Linked DNA regions of Oryctolagus cuniculus: region 1 is linked to region 2. Evidence: chromatin contacts called from public Hi-C data. All regions are on one chromosome and are shown on one strand. The core of a region is the stretch at or near the end of the contact, and the rest is flanking DNA. Distances in the headings are between cores, read along the strand shown. Region 1 holds the start of SEL1L (SEL1L adaptor subunit of SYVN1 ubiquitin ligase). Region 2 holds the start of CEP128 (centrosomal protein 128).

Evidence for each region. A called contact is a pair of places that touch in the nucleus more often than the background predicts.
Region 1: a Hi-C map of an unstated tissue shows a contact between it and region 2, with 2.1 times the contacts expected there. The contact joins the promoter of SEL1L here to the promoter of CEP128 in region 2. A contact is called at or near these places in 2 of 6 Hi-C or Micro-C datasets (ear pinna and an unstated tissue).

Annotation. Positions count from the first base shown.
Region 1 is chr20:27,370,751-27,373,450 of mOryCun1.1, forward strand. It overlaps SEL1L (SEL1L adaptor subunit of SYVN1 ubiquitin ligase), which reads right to left and starts at 1,443. Exons shown (of 21, transcript XM_002719616.4): 1 at 1,220-1,443. The coding sequence starts at 1,289.
Region 2 is chr20:26,784,848-26,787,547 of mOryCun1.1, forward strand. CEP128 (centrosomal protein 128) reads right to left here and starts at 1,430. Exons shown (of 26, transcript XM_070065330.1): 1 at 1,187-1,430.

The DNA.
Region 1 (2,700 bases), core at 193-2,692, 590 kb after region 2:
TTCATACTTCCTTAGATCAAGTAACTGCAAGACGTGTCTTCAGAATTTCTGTGCTGTAGAAAGTCTGGTCCTGAACACAAGCTATGACTACAACCGAAGGGAGAGGAGTGACCTCAAGGCATGATGTTGGCAGTAAGTAATTAGCATATGCTTGTTGTGAAATGGTATCCCAAACCACATCATGGAGAGAATTCTGGTTTAGGCCTCTTATTTTAGAAGCAGGATGACGTTAATAGCCTTGATGTACAAGTAGGACAGATGCTTTGGGGGGTTCAAGTAACCATCTGGGACACTTTCTGTTAAAAATTAAGTTAGTTGACATACTCTCCCTTGATCCAAAAAAATTTAAAGTCACCGAGCAGCTGTCCTGTTAACTAAAACTTAATAAAACTCCAAAGCTTTACTGTTTATCAACCTTTACACACACTCTCAAAATACAAGTTTTTCTGAGGTAGGTAGATTAAAACATTAGGAAAAAAAATGCAAAGCCTGAGAATAAACCAGATAACTAAAAAAGAACTCAAAAGCACATGAATTTCTGTATCTGTATAAAAAGTTGAACCCACCGGCTCTCCAATTTTATGGACCAAGATTTTCTCAACAACCATAAATTCACTGTTAATAAACACTGGGCAATTCTAACAGACGGGACCGCTTTCTCGGTAAGATTAAGAAAAAAAAAAAAGACGAAGGGGTGGTTACAATTACATCAGAAGTCTTGGTTTTTAAAACAAAGCGCTCAGCGACCACCCCAGGTGGTAAGCAAACCGCTGTCCACATCCTGGGCTTGCCGGACCCTGCTCTGCCCGGTGTGACAGCTCCAGTCGTTCCAGCCACTTACAAACCCCACACAGCGTGTCATCTACAAGGAGGGTCCAGGAAGCTGCCGCCGGACGGTCTGAGCCAGCCGCTGGGATCCTCTCCCGTGGAGTGAGTGCCCATTCGGGAGCAGTCGGGTGAAGTTTGTTACGTGGGAGAGAGGAGTGGGCAGCGTGACCGCCCCTTTCTCCCTTCTTCCCTCCAGCTCCCTGGACAACCCGCTTCGGCCTACGCCGCCCGGAGCCCGAGAAGGCCGAGTAGTGACAGGTCAGGGAGAGGTGTGACCAGGGAAAAGTGCAGTTCGCAGCCCGGAGTCCCCACCGCTCCGCCCACGGGTGGAGGCCTGGGGGGTCGGGGGGCGGTGGCGCCGGGCCTGCAGCCCGAGGGGGCGGATACTGACCCGAGGACACCATGGCCGGACCCAGCAGCGCCGCATAGAGCAGCAGCGTCAGCCCCACCTGGACCCGCATCCTGCTGTCGGTGCCACCACCACCCCCTGGAGCTGTCGCCTTCACCTCCGCCACCACCGACTCGGCCGCCGCCGCCGCCGCCTCTCCGAGGCTCTTCCTGCTCTGGTCGCCTTCCTCCGCCCCTTCCCAGGCCTCGCTGACCCAGGGTGCAGCCAATCCGCGAGCGCCGCCCCGTGTCCTTGGCCCAATCGCCATCGTTTCTCCGCCCTCCTCATTGCCCCGCCCCGGATCACCCATTAGCCAATGATTGTGCGAGGCTCCCACTTCGGCTTCTCTGGTTGGCCCACGGCCTCACCGACATGGCCCCTGCTAATTGGTAGCCGCTGGGTTCAGCCATCCCTGAATCAAAGCGTGAGTCACAGGGGCTGAGAGAAAGGAGACTCACCCGGACTACGATTCCCAGAGTGCATTTCATCCGATTCTTTCGTGTGCTAGTAGGAAGCGCAGTCCATGGTGGGACCAGATTGCCCAGTTGCAGGTTCAGGTTGAAGTTGAGAATTTAACACCTGGGCTAGATATTAACTAAAGGGCATGAATACACGAGCCTATTTTTTTTTTTTTTTACGAGCCAAGCTAAGTGCCAGAGAACGCGTTATAAGATTAGGAACATGTAAAGTATTGCTTTTATTTAGAAAATTTGATTAAAAAAAAAAAAAACTACCCTGTACATGAAAACTTGAAAACTGTAATGCAAACGACCGCCTGTCCCCTCCCCGACCAGACAGAAGGAAATTAACCCCTCCTGGTGTAGATGATCTCAGTGCTAGCATTCATTTTTACTAGAGCCATCAGATAATAATCATGTGGAAACTGTGCCAGCAGCCTTTGTAGAACACGTTTAAACAGTTGTCCTCACCCTTTGCTTGTGAGTTGCATTGTTCTCTTCTTCCTGGACTAGAGCTGGGAAGCGAGGTTGATGTGTGAGGAGGTAGAAGTGACAGTGATTGCATTGCTGAGACAGTTCATGTGGTACCTACCAGTTCCAGGCATGCTAATACTGAGTAGCAAGGTAGTGATTTACTATTTGATTTATTTGTTTCAACAAATGTGTCTCCCTGCTTTCTCTAGCATCTACCTACAATAAACTCCTGGGCCTGGAACCTACCCAGGTCAAGTTCATGGCTTTGGAAAAACCTGCCCTGGCCATCTTGATTTTTTTTTTGTGGGGTGGTGAACAACATCACAAATTTAAGTAAGTACTGTGCAAAAACAAAAACAACAGCACCCATGCAGAACACAGAACTGGGTGCAAACTAAAGTGTTGTGTGCAGAGGGAGGGAGATGGGCCAAAACGCCAGGTTGGGTACAGATTGGAGTCATGTGTCAGGGGAATTGCCACACCTCCCCAGTCTGGTGAAAGCACCTGTTCAGCTCCCAGCTTGTTTCCATTGTGCCTGAAGATAAGCCCATA
Region 2 (2,700 bases), core at 180-2,679:
ATTGGTAGTTCTCCACATAAAAAGTAAATCTGGGAATACATACACAAGCCATTTCAAGAAAAAAAGAGAAGATTCTGGAAAAGTTAGCCAAAATAACTTTTGGAAGATAGTTCAAAGTGATCCAGAAAAGACATGCTGAAAGGACGCAGGTGTGGTACACACGGCACTCTTCCAACAAAGCAGCTACCGTCACCCCACGAGATGAGTCACTGGCACAACCAAAGTTCTCCATACCAATGAAAGTTCCAGTAGGTGCTATGTAATACGGAAGTCCCTCGCCCCATGTGGCTACAGAGCTGGAGAAATCTGGACACCTGAAATGGACATTTGCTGTAATTAAACACCAGTTTCCCAGGACTTACCACCATTCTTTTAAAAAGAAAGTAAAATATCTCAATACATTTTATATTTACTACATGTTAAGCTTTGATGTGTTCTTCTAAATAAATGATTAACATTGAATCAAACAGTTTCCTTTCACTTTTTTTAATGTAGCTACTACAAAACTTAAAACTACCTGTGTGGCCCACATTATATTTCCATAATACAACATTGTTCTGCATAATTAACGAAAACAAATAACAAACACTGAGCCCTCGCCCTGTGCTAGACGCTTCACCCACAGCACGAAGCATCACCCTCAGCTTTCATCAGAGGTCTGCCTCAGACACCGGGGCCATCAAAACCAACAAAGGATGCAGCTGTGGTTGAAAAGGCAGGTGGTCTTAAGAAACCACTGAAGTGCCTAGTAACAGCTAGGGTGTAGCCTAACTCTCCTGTTGGCACAGGAGAAAAGCAGGTCCCTGAAACCAGATCCCCGAGCCCAGCAAACTTTGTCGCTCCATCACAGGTACAAAAACCAAGCTATACCCAAGACAGGCCAGCAAACCCACAGTACGAGTCCAAAAGGAATCTAAACCTCCACAGGTGGCGGCGGCAGGGCAAGCGCCCTCCAAGGGAGCACCACACAGCCCAAATTCACTGGAAAATTTGCCGGGACCTGACAGTGCACACCTGCGCCGACGAGGGGCCTCCCGTCCCTAGCCCCCCGTCCCTAGCCCCACCCCAGATCTCCGCGAAGCGCCGGTGTTCCCACGCGGGAGACATCAGGAAGACGGACCTAAAACGTCTCCAGCAAGACAGGGAAGTGGTAGACAACAAGCCAAGGGGCGGTGAGGGCAGGTACCTGAGACAGGGGCTGACTCCGGGTCCTTAGCGCCCTTTCATGGCCGAGGCCCTACCCAGTTCCCGCCGCTTCCAGTCACCTAGAAGGTGCAACTGACCAAACACTGCGGCGCAACCGACTCTATCCTCCCCAGACTCGCCGCTATGGCAACTTGAACTAGCCGCCCAGCCGCTGAGAGAGTGCGGGAACCCCGCTGCTGCCGCTTGGCCCTCTGGGAATTGTAGTCCATTTCCTCCAAAGGGCAACGAGACACCAAGAGAGAGCGGCCTAAGAGAAACTACACGTCCCAGAAAACCATGCGTGTGGCCTTCAGGTGACTTTCCCGGAAGAAGCTGGATTAGCGGACTCCAGGGTCCCTCTTGCCCTGCGCTATTTTTTTTAAAGGGCCAGTGTCCTGTGTAACAGGCGAATTCCAAACAGAAAGTGAATTAGAATGCTGTCTTGTCCTGCTTGTAATTTTATAAAGTGGAGAACAGGGAAAGATGAAAACCCCTGGAATATGAGGTCCCAGAGTCTTATTCCAAAAGCTCCCTAGTTCTGGGAACTGGAAAGGACCAGAGAAGATTCTCTAGTCAAACATTTTAGATCTAGAAAGGGTAAGTGCCTAAGATCATGTAACTCATTCATGGCAAACCAAAAGGCGGGTATGAGGCTGTCAACTCATTACTGCTGCTACCTTCAGCATAGGGCGTCTTCTCCTCACTCCTACAACAAAGTAGAAATATTTTCCCCTAAGAGGTGTCAGTCTCAGGCACGAAGAGGGAATAAAAACCTCAACAAAGAACCGAACTTGGAAAAAGCTAAGAAGTAAAAATCAAATTACATAAGATGCTCCCTACCTCCACTCTGGGCAGGGGGGTAAGACAACACTGACCCTACCCTCCTCCACGCTAAAATCAAATTTTCCTGATCTGTGAATAGTCCCTGTCTGCCTCAAGAAGAGTTAGATCATGTACATGACACAGGTTCCCTATTCCAACAGTTCTGTACTGAAATGACCATTGCCCAACAGGTCCTCCTTTCTTAGCCCTTTAGGCAAAGGAACCTAAACTTTCAAAAATTTTTTCCTTTTCATCTCTCCCTCAAACTTCTCCCTCTGCCTCCCTTCTATTCTTCCCTCCCTCTCTCTTTCACAACCCAAGTAGTCAGTACACAAATTTGCTGCAGCAAAACTATCAAATATTTTTTTTCTGTTCAACACTGAGAGGTAAAAGCTATTTCCTTATATGGACTGAACATAAGTATTCTAAAGACCTACCTACATATTGCATCTGTCTTCAAGTTGCTTGGTCAAAATTGTAACTCAAGAATACACTCCACCTGTCAGAGATTAAGAGAATTCAGAATAGCTATAAAATTTCCCCCGTATGCATGCAAAAGCATAATAATCTGTTTGTTAACATTTTAATTTTTTCAAAACAATTAAATTGTTCACCTAATTCTGCATCATATGCTGCATCTTTCCAGAATTCAGACTTTGGCTTAGACGCTGAACATGTAATGATAACGAGGAA